Linked DNA regions of Arachis hypogaea: region 1 is linked to region 2. Evidence: chromatin contacts called from public Hi-C data. All regions are on one chromosome and are shown on one strand. Each heading gives the region's core, a stretch centred on a gene start, on an enhancer-like site or on the middle of the called end of the contact. The rest is flanking DNA. Distances are from core to core; before and after follow the strand shown.

What was found. A called contact is a pair of places that touch in the nucleus more often than the background predicts.
Region 1: a contact with region 2 is called in a Hi-C map of an unstated tissue, with 5 times the contacts expected there. The contact joins the enhancer-like site here to the promoter of LOC112802405 in region 2. A contact is called at or near these places in 4 of 8 Hi-C or Micro-C datasets (leaf and an unstated tissue).

The regions. Positions count from the first base shown.
Region 1 is chr5:103,916,490-103,922,576 of arahy.Tifrunner.gnm2.J5K5, forward strand. No RefSeq gene overlaps it. Among protein-coding and RNA genes, the nearest start is that of LOC112799813, 17 kb to the right of the region's middle. Within about 2 kb of position 2,767, at least 1 of the 3 cell types and tissues checked has open chromatin away from gene starts, as enhancers often do.
Region 2 is chr5:103,843,179-103,849,202 of arahy.Tifrunner.gnm2.J5K5, forward strand. It overlaps LOC112802405 (protein indeterminate-domain 14), which reads right to left and starts at 2,100. Exons shown (of 3, transcript XM_025845617.3): 1 at 1,362-2,100; 2 at 884-1,283; 3 at 1-14. The coding sequence starts at 1,470.

The sequences.
Region 1 (6,087 bases), core at 1,517-4,016, 74 kb after region 2:
GAATACTGTCTACAGATGGTGCATCTGGCACATACTGAAGAAGTCACAATCAAAGCTTGGGGGTTATGCTAGGTACAGAGAATTGAATGCTAAGATGAGCCACACTGTGAAGAATTCTCCTTCTGTTGATTCTTTTGATGTTGATTGGTCTGGATTCATCAAAGAATTCGACCTAGGTCAGAAAAGATGGTTATCAGGTCTGTGACCATTAACTTAACTCGGGTTTATTTGTTGCATATGGTTTATTTATTTACCTTTGGTAGTTTTTTCGGTTTATCTTGGTTGTTGTGTCGATTTAAGAGTGTAGTCGATGTTCTTTTCAAAAATAAATGGATGGTTTCTCTCGTTAGGAAACTGGATGTTTTTTGTTTGTTTTATCTGTTCTTTGGACGTGGTCATCCTGTTGTGTCTAAGCGACACTCTTATGCTATTTTTTTGTAGATCTTTATGCCAATCGACAAAAGTGGATTCCAATATTATTCAAGGATGAATTTTGGCCAGTATAAGGAGTACGCAGAGGAGTGAAAGTATGCACGCATTTTACGGGCTACATTGCAAGAGTGGTTTGGTTCAATTCGTCCATGAATACGACAATATGCTTGAAAATAAAGAGCAGAAGGAGCTGAAAGATGATGCTTCAGACTCGAAAGTAGTCATCCCATGTGTATTGAGCACTACCATTGAGAGACAGTTTCAACGAAAATACATTAGTAATATGTTCAGGGATGTTCAGCTGGAGTTAAGGAAAAAAGCTGATTGCGTTGTTCGGTCAACTAAACACCAGGGTGATTCTATTTATGTTAAAGTGGATGAGCAGAAGATAGTTTGGAAGAAGACTGTGTACCGTACTTTCACAGTAAATTTTGACCCATTGAGTCACAAGAGTTAGTGCGAGTGCAACATGTTTGAATCTACCGGTATATTGTGTTGCCACACTCTTACTGTATTTTTATACTACAGAATTGACAGAATATCGAACTGCTATATTCTTTCTTAATGGAGTAAGAACGTCATGCACAACAGGTCGAGTTGAGTTATAAATAGTGTTGTGTGCAGATTTAGACCTAATTACATCCGACCTACTTGCTCTCTTTGTTTATTATAGTACATAGTTAAGTTTTTATACATATAATGAAGTTGACGTGGATTGAACTCACATCCTCTCAATGAAGTTAATGAATTAAAGATTACGTTATTTATAATTTTAATATGTATTTTATTATAATTTTGTTTTTTTTAAATTTTAATATAAATTTAATTTTATGTTTTATTAGTATGTTTATAAAATAAACAATGATTAAAATTATGTTTGATTGAAAAAAATTGATTTAGTTGTGGACAAAGTTGAATAGAGTTGATTGGGTAAAAAGTTTTAGGATATGGATAGATTGAGTTAGGGTTATGGAATCCTCAACCAGTGAGTAATATATGATTGAATTAAAAAAAAATAAATTTACAAATAGAATTAACTAGAGTAAAACTTAAATTTTATCGTATTCTACTAATTTTCAGTCTTAACTTTATCTCTTATTCTGATATCTCAACATATTATTTAAGTCCGAAAAAAAAAATACCCATAAATTTGTCTAATAATTTCATGTTTGGTTGAAGAATAAAAATAAGCTAAAATTTATTATGGATAAGATGATATATTTAATGTGTAATAAATTTACACATAAAGCTCATTCATAAAAATTTTTACTCTACTTTTACCCTCCAAACAAATTTACTTAAAAGGACAAATAAATGCCTATAAAAATTGGATTGAATCGGATGATTTGGTTTAATTAACCGAAAATTAGTTATTAAATTGATCCGATTTAGAAATAAAAAAATTGGTTGTTAGTAAAGTAGTCAAATAAAAAAATATTAGTAAATTGATTGAACTAGTTTCATTTTTAAGTGATTAATCAGTTTAAAATAGTATACTAATTTTTTTAAAAATTATAAATTTTATACATATATATATATATATATATATTATCCAGTTTAATTCTAATTAAAATTTAATTAAGCTTTTAAATTGTTGAGCCTCTATCTCTATTGATTTGATGACGGGTCGATTCACAACTTTGATAAAAATTGAAGCCTTTGATTATGTCTCACTATTCCTATTCTAATATTATATAACATTTCTTTATTTGCCTTAAGGGCAATATTAGGTAGGATATATATTGGTAAATAATAATGCATTTGTTTTATTTGAGTTCTGCAAAAAATATATATAAATATGGAATCTCTTTAATTATATTCTTATGGATTTAGCTAATCGCAATTAATCAGGATCGATAATTATTATTATTACCACGTTTTTTAATTAATTTTGACAATGAATATGCTTTATTTGGATGGAATATACACACATATATATGACTTGATGGTTGATTTAGTGGTATCAAACTGAATGTCATCAGCATAAAACAAATAAATAAAATAATTTGATCAAATAGTGTAGACAATACATGATTATTTGTCCACAACACCATTAGTGGGAGATGTATGGTCACTGAAATAATTGGGAAAAGACACATTGAATATTCAATAATTAAGAATTTGTTTTGAAGTAATTAGCAGCAAACTAGGCCATTAGGTATCTAGCTAGACTACTACTTTTGTATGAGAAAGACAATTTGGTCTAATCATATATAGAATAATATCTCAGAGAATGAATCACATTATATAAATATATAATCTATGTATATGCTTTAACTGCGCACTAAATACTCAAGTAGTGGATAATAATACTATTATGAAAATTGACACGAGATTATATATAAGAGAATTAAAGCACATTCCATTATAAATTAAATAATTAAGTTCCATTAAATAAGCAAGATCACTGACTGGGCCCAAAAAAATATTTAAATTTCCGAACCAAGACAAATTCAAATTCTCACTGCCACATTGTGCACATTCATGTATAGGAAACATATATAGGAACATAGGATAAGCAATATCAACATTTAAAAGATTCGGTTTTCTTGCTTACCCTTAATATATGTCAATTTTTATATTTTTAGTAAAGCATATAAGTGCACAACTACAAGGGCATAAAAAGTTTTCATAGAAATTCTGTGACATATTGGCATGTTAAATAATTTTCACGTGTGGGTAAAAGTTATAATTGAGACAAATTTATTCCATGGTTAAAAACCGAAAGTAGGAAACAGAAAAGTTGAAGAAAGTGGGCCTAATTTATATACTGCATGTAGGGTAAAGCACTTTGACTCACACACAAATTACGAGGCAATTCACAAATCTAGGTAATCATATAATTATTGTAAATTATTTCAATTTAGATAAATTAGAAGGCAGACATATGCATGATCATGAACATAATTGTTTAGATTTTACCTTTTGATTATATGTATATGTTTTTATTTCTTTAGGTGATCTATCAAGTTTTGACTTGTCAATATCATTAGCTATAATAAGGTGAAAGATGAGTAGTAATAGCCACAAAATGAATAATAGAGTGTTAGAAATATTGGTGTGGTGTGGGGTTCACAATCAATTAGAGTGAGGGTGGGATCTTTTCAATTTTAATGTAGAAATATAAATATAAAATATTCTTAAGTTGTCTTTGTCTCAATGAGGGGGTAGGGTGAGGGGCCTATAATAGTGTTTTCTTTCATTAATTATTATAACTATGTTGTGTGTATTATATCATTGTTTCTTCCTGGAATGATGTCTTGATTTGAATCCACTTGTCTTCTCATGTTGCCAGGTTGATGACAATAATATTAGCAAAAAAAATAAAATAATATTAATAGTCACCAGCTAGCTAGAAACTTATATGTAGTAGTATTTTGTTTCATTTTCTTTGTTTTAAATGCATGGACAAATATGAGAGACTTATTAAATTTCTCTGAATTCCATACAATGATCTTGGGATGTTGCAATCAATAATCTTGCACAAGACAAACAGATCCTTGTTCATCATCGTATCTCAAATCTCAAACCCCATATGACAAGGTGTGAGATGTTGGTTACATATGGCCATGTAGTTCTTGTCTATGTCCTAATGATCAAAATTCTTGCTTCTGATTAATTATGCCTCTTTTTTAATCATTTATTTATTACTATTATTATAATATTAATAATTATAGATGTTATGAACACAAGTTTTGATTGAAGCTATAGTAGTTGCTTTAATCAATCAATTCCGCACTCTCATGCTACTAACTACTAATTCATGCACAGTAGCTAAAGGGGTTGAAATTGAACAAGAGATTCCAAGTAGTAATTGAATAAGATAACGATAATTCTCTTTTTAGGAAACCTGTCCATGACTATTGTTTCTTAAATGAATAAATTAAGTTTTTAAAAATGTTTGATAATAAAAAATTAATCAAAAATAGTCAGAATTTGTTTTATTTAATATTTATTAATTATTATAATAATAATTAATAGATATTAAATAATTAATAAATATTAAATAAGATAAGTTTTGACTATTTTTTATCTTCCTAATATTATTGTTAAATTTTTAAAAAAATCATAAAAAATAAAGAAATTGATTAGTAATATACAATAAAAATTATTAGATATAATCTGCTAAAAATATATAATTATTTATGTTTCTATTCTTATCAATTTAAATCTTTTTAAAAAATAATTTCATAATATGGTATTAGAATTTTAATAATTTAAAGATTTAGGATTTAATCATTATTAAATACAAAAATAAAGAATTTACTATAAAGCCAATAAACGAAAAAAATTATACAAAAATTCACACAAATTCACAAAAAAAATTACATGAGTAAATATATTAGAGATATAATCAATTATATATCTTTTCTACTCTTAGAAAAAATAGCTTCATAAATAATTAAACAAAAATAAATTAGATTCAATAATATTTTGTTATGCCCATTATCTGATTTAATCATGAAAATGAAAAAAAAAAGGTTATCAATATTGTATTTAATAATACCTTTAATTTTTAGTGCAATTAATGAAGTGGAATTTTTGTCTTTTGCATCTATTCGATCTCAAACTCCATCAATTACATAGAGAAAATATATTAATAAATTATTTTACATATACTAACAGTTCTTGCAAATAATGTTGAATAATTTGTAGCATATGTCACTGTAACCAAAATTAGTATTGTTGATCGTAAAAAATAAGATAAAAAATATTGTAAATAAATAAAGGATTTTTAAACACTTAAATAATTGTAAAAAATGTTTTTAATTTTTTATAATCATTGACCATAAAAAATATTAAATTATTTTTTATGAAAATTGATTGATTATAATTATTGATGGTTAAAACAGTAAATGAGTATATGTAATTGATTAAATCAGATTATATTTGATTAAATTTAAAAATAAAATTAAGCCGATTCAATCCAAACGGTAATAAATTATATATTTTAGATTGGATTGATTTTTAGTTGAAAATTTATCCAGTCCATACTGATACTGCGAACATACCTATTTTCGATGATGAAAAGGATAAATATGGTATTATTATTAGTTATTGAACTCATAAAATCAGAAATTAAAAAATTAAAAAATTCAGTTAGAATTTAACTGAAATTGAACTCTACATAATAAAAAAATATATATTAATATTAATATAATATTCTGAAAGATGGATCGATTCACTAGTTTTTTTTAATTATTTTTTGTTTTAAACTGACATGGTGAAACAAACGATTAATCAAATTGAATTAACCGGTTAGATTCGATGATCAAACATATATATGTGTATGTGTGTGTTATATGTCTTAACCAAGTATTCTTATCCCTCAACATAGCCAAAAAAAAAAAGGCACACTAAGAACAATAATAGAAGAATGCGAAATATTCGTTAAGAAATTGAAATGGAATTTCAGTAATATTCTTGTCTCTCCTTTTATTAGGAATAACAATAAGTTGTGTATAACGAATTAAGTAGCTGTGATAAGCACATGATTCAAACCCCTTTTTATCCACAAGAATCCTATAACAAGTTATACAAATGATGCACCTTTGTGCCACCCAACATTAGTGAGGGCCAGTGGTGTTTTAAGAAAGATGATATGAAAATAACTACACATAACAGATCTCTAAACTCCTACAAGATAAACTTAGG
Region 2 (6,024 bases), core at 850-3,349:
TAAAGCTCTCCACCCTAATCACAAATACAAACAAAGAATAATCTTAGTGTTATATATATGAAAAAGAGAAAAAGGAAAAAGGGATGAAAAAGTGGGATATAAAAGGTGGTTGGGAAAAGGTATCGAGTGGGTTTTTCAAAGGGGAAGAAGGGAGGTTCCGTTTTCCACTAAATATGATAAAGGACAAAAGGAGTCAAGGGAAGCCAAATTAGAGAGATTTGCATTCTGTGTGTGCTCTAGTGCACATTCTATAAGAACAACCAACAATGTCAATGGAACAGATTATTACAAAGGAGAGAGAGAATCATGAAGAAACATTATTATTATTATTTTCATCACATTAAAAATTAAAAACAGTTAAGCGAAACCAACGGAAAAACTGTGTTTTGGGAACCGTGTTCTCCAACTGTCAATGAACAGTTCTAAGTATTGCTCTAGACAAAAATAAAAAGTAATATTTGGAAGGAAAAAAAAACACTTTTATATTAAGGTTCCATCAGTCAAATTATTTTTCTTATTAATTATCTTATTTTTTAGTTATCCAGAAAGGAAAAGAAAAAAATACATTTAATTTAACTTTTTCTTCCCAGGTCAAAACCTATGTAGAAACAATAGAGCTGGGCAAGGTCATCAGCTCAATTGCTCATCATCATTTCATTTAAAAATGTTAACAAGTAGAAAAAGAAGAAGAAGAAGAAGAGTAGCACATGAAATAGAGAGAAAAAGAGAAAAAAAAAAAGGTGATGAAACTCAAATTCTGAAATCATATAATAGATCCATCCAGTTTTATAAAGATACTGTTTTTTGGTAAATGAAAAGAATAATTGAAATTATTATCCGATAACGGCTAGGGAGCCAGCAGGTTTTGTGAGATTATGAATACCTGGAGAAGACGCGGCCGCAATCACAAGAGTGGCCGCGAGTGCCGCAGGTCTTGAGGTGAGCCTTGTAATCGGACTGCACCGCGTAGCCCTTGGAGCAGCGCTCGCAGACCCACTGTTTGTGGTTGCTGTGCTTGCGGCGGAAGTGCTTCTTGATCCCAACAAGGTCTCCGAGTGCGTGACAAGGGTCGTGGTGCAGGCAAGTAGGCTCCGGACACACGAAGACCCTCTTCCTGACCACCGGCGTCTCCCTCTTTAGAAGCTTCCACGGCACCTTGTGCCTCCTCCGATGCATCTGCAGGTTCTGGTCCCTTTGGAAGCCTTGGTTGCAGATCTCACACACATATCGATCCGATTCCAATAACGTCTTTGGCGACAGCGACACCACCTCTGCATCTGGATCTACATATTTCAATTCCAATCACTTATTAATTAACCATCAAATCAATAATAACTTGCTCGAATATTTTCTTGACCTACCTGGTGTTCCTGCGGGTCTTCTCTTCCTTTTATTGCTTGGAGTGCCATTACTATTATCAGCACAAGAAAATGGTTCACTTGGAGCTACTGAAGAGTTATTCGCTAACATGGTGACTGTAATTGTTGTTCTTCACTCTATGGCAATTGATGATGACGATGATGATGATAGAGAGAAGAAGCAGAAGAAAAAGAAGATAGAAGAAGAGGGAGAAAGAAAGAAAATAATGAAAAAACAAAAGCTAATTCTCCTTTTCTTTCTACCCTTTCGGTTTTCTCAGCTTTCTTTCTTTTTAGCTTGCTTTTGAGCTTTCAGCTTTATTTATTTCCTTTTTTTTTACTTCCTCTCTCTCTCTCTCTATCTATCTCACACACACACACACATAAGCAATAGCAGCTTTGTTTTTCTTTGGTTTTCTCTCTCTCTCTCTCTCTCTCTAATTCTCTATCTATCAAAGTCTCTCTCTCTTGTTGTTGCTTCCAACCCTCATCTTCAGCAGGGATTGTCTGTAATAGCCCCCCTTCACTTCTCTCCTCTCTCTCTCCCTTAATAAGCACTTTCAAAAAGAGGGACAGAGAGAGTGTGACCCAATCACAATGCTCGAAACTTGATCCCACAAGCACCTCTATGGGCTCCATTCATTCACATATATAAATAATTTTCCATTTAATTACAGAAAAAATCCCCTCACAAAGAAACAAAACCCTTTCATTATTTCGTTACACTGTAATTTCCTTTTTCTTTTTTTTTTCTTTTTTGCTTTGCATGCATAAATACAACCCCAATTTCCCCTACAATACACACGTAAGTTAACTATTTTTGTCACATTCTATATATCTCTGTATGTATGTATATATACACGCAACCGTTATTTATACTCTGTTTTATTTTATATAATAAGCCGATCATATTTGTTTCTCTATAAAAGATATATAACATATTTTATATAAAATGAATCATTTTAGAGATTTTTATGGTATTTTATATCTAGATACCCGTACTTTCAATCTAATCAATGATTTAACATTTATCTCTTAAAAATTTTAAATTTTAAAATTTATTTTTAAATTAATAAAATATATGACAGTTTCTCAACACTATAAAAATTAAATACCGATATGTGATATTCCATAATCATAATAATAATAATAATTTTCATCTATTTAATTTATCTATGCCATTATTTTTATTTCTCTCTCCAACATCACACGCTACATACGATCAAATACCATCCCTCCTATGTGACATGTTGGTAAGAAAATTAGGCTAAATTATTTCACTTTTGGGGGTTTGTTTAGATTAAATGGTGGTTGTGGATTTATCCATTCAAACAATAACGAAATGTGCTTTTTACTTGATATGTATGTGCATAGGTATTATCCCATGTAAGGAATTGAGTATTAATACCAGTATAGGTAAAAATTGAAATACATGTTCACCTACGTATATTGATGACATAGGATACATAATTATATACTAATTAATTATATATTTATTCTGAAATTTTGATATGCAAAAAAGAAAAGAAATTTTGCAATCTTTAAGATTACTAATTCATACAATAGTGCCAACTCATTGTTGTGAAAAACTAAAAATTTAGACTGCTTCATATTTTTCATCATTAATTCCTAGTTATATTTCTCTCTCTTGTGCAAGTTATAATTAAGTTGGGGGCAGATGTATCTTTATTGACCATAGTACCCATACTTGTGACTCTGCAGGAAGTCTTATTAATTTCACTTGAAGCAGCTTTTTGTAAAGGTGATTATGAGGATGTGAAGTCACCTTCAAGGGCAATGTTGTAATTTTAGTTCACAATTTTTCTCTCCCGGAGTTGCTTTGCTTTTTGGTAAAATGAGGGCATCAACTTAACAGTTGTGGGTTAAAATTGGAATTACAATTCCTTTATAGGTGAGGTTCTTAATTAAGATTGGCAAATATAAATGCCATATGTACTGCTACGGCAATTAAATTAATTTTTTAATTCCTTTTGAATATTATAATTTTTTTTAAAAAAATTGATTTCTATATTATTTTTTTCAGGTCTAATAATTGATTTTTGTCTCTGATATTATTTTGTTTGATTTTTTGTTCCATTACAAAAATAATGGGTGCCTTAAATCTAAATAGTTATGATAAAATTCTAAAGTATGTAGTTTGAAGAGTGCTTGTAACTTTTTCTATTTTCTAAAATTCAAGCATTGATCAGTTATAAAAAATTGAAGTTTCCTAAATAATAATCTAAGCTTCTAAAAATTAAAAGTATCATAAATTTTAAGGACTAAAATAAAATACTTTTAGAAATATTTGGATTTATATAAAAATATATAGCGTTATTATATAAGAACGAAAATCAATTATGCTTAAATAAAAGATTTGGAATTAAACAAAAAAAAAGTAAAGAGAGCAAAACAATGTCCAAAGCATTCACAAATTAAAGATTAGAGATATATTTAAGCCAAAATATAAAAAGGGCTCAAATGTAACTAACTTCGTGTGATCGAAAATCAATTTTTAAATAACCAAAGTGTACAAATTAGCATAATTTGATCAGTTAAGAGTACGTTTCAGTTTTAAAGAATGAGGAAATAATTTTTTTTCTAAATTTACTAACTGAAATAAATACACATAGTATCATCATGTACTTAATTTTCGATGGGTAAGTCTGTTAAACAACTTCTTTAACAACCTCTTTAATTCAACATGGCATTCTTTTAGCTGCGCTTTTTAGTCATAATTATTATTTTATTTTTTTAATAGAAGAATGTTAGAGGATTGTCAAAATTTATGAACGAAATTATGTCATTGGATTATTAGACTAAATAAATCGGTAATGCTAGAAAGATAAAAAAAACAACAAAAACTTATTTTATTTAACATTCATTAATTGTCGCAACAATTAATAAATGATAAATAAGGCAATTTATAATTATTTTTAGCTAATTTTTTTTTGTTACCAAATATTTTTAAAATAAATTGGAGTGATAGCTAGAAGTGATGGCCAAAAATAATAAATTCTATTTTTTTATATGACCTTTTTACTCTTGTTACTTTCAAATTGACATTAGTTTGATCCCCAAAAAATTTTTTGAGCATCAATTTATTCCTAATAGTTATATTTTATGTATTGACATCAATTTAATCCGTTCATAAAAAAACTCAGTAACTTGTGTTACAATTCATATCCTTATTAGTACATTAATGTATGATATATGTTACTTATTTATCTTCTTAATTAATGAAGGCGATAACTTTTATTTTTTTTCATCTTTTCCTCTATTTTTCTAATTTAGATATATTATCATTTATGTATGTCCTCGTATCAATTTAAATTTCTAAAAAAAGTGACTTCATGACATAATATAAAACTTCTATAATCTGAAAATATAAAGTTTGCTGATCTCAAAATAAAATTTTTTTGGCATAAAGTGAATAAAAAAAATCTTAGTTGAGGATTCAATCCCTAATAATGATGAGAATGGCAGGAGCAGGATATATTGTATAACAAAATACATATATACAAAATTCAGTTATCAGATTAATTATTATATATTTTTATATTTTTATATATATATTTTAACTAATTAGTTAGTAAAATAATCAAAATATCATAATAAAATAATCAAGTTTATAATAAAATAGTAATTAAAATTATTTATAATAGTATAATAAAAGGATCGGATTATAAAATATTAAATATATATTTTTATATATAGTAATTAATTCGTGACTAATTTTAATATATATTTAATATAATTATTTTATGATTACCTTTTTACTTATTCAAGGAACTCCCGCACATGTGAATTGAGCAAGGGAATTGTAGTGGGTACCTTATTTCTAAAAAAGAAAAAAAAAACTGAAATATTAGAACTAAATTGATGTCATTCTTTTTACAATCAAAATAATATAATCTTCAAAATGTTAAAATTACCAAACCCTTTTCCGTCCAATTTTCTTCAAACAATTTTGTGCCGTGTATAAAGATTGGCCGAAAATGTTGGTGTTTCTTACATTGATGATGCTAACACACGAATTGTACGATCACATTCTTCATTTTTATAAGTTATTATAAATACACTTGTCTTTCAACTAGGCCTTTATCACATATATACATCTAAATTTTCTCTAGCATATGTTGAATTTGATGCAAATGAGACCGACACATCCATGTTCAGAAAATCCAAGGTATACTGAAGATATATATTAAGCTTCAATTTCACGCCAATTATATTGTTGTATGTTGTAACAAACTCCCTTTTAGTTCTATTTGATATTGCACATTTGACTTTATGTATATAAAATTATTTGAGCTTGTTAGTTAGTTTTATAGAAACCGTATATATATGAAGTGCTAATTGTGTTAACTCTAATTAATTTAGTAATTATTATGTTACGTATACATTAAAATTAGTCACAAAAATTAATTATTAATATAAAATATATATTAGAATATAAAATACATATTGAAAAATAAATTAAATAATATATATATTTATAACAAATATATAATAGCTGAATTTAGTAACTGATTTTAATGTACAAATAGTATTTTTGTTAATTTAATTCCGATGTTGTAAGTAGAAAGTTATTCTAGTCTTGTTTGTACCACAACATATATTACAAATCATCATATTTATGTTATGAGAAAAAGGTTAAAAAATG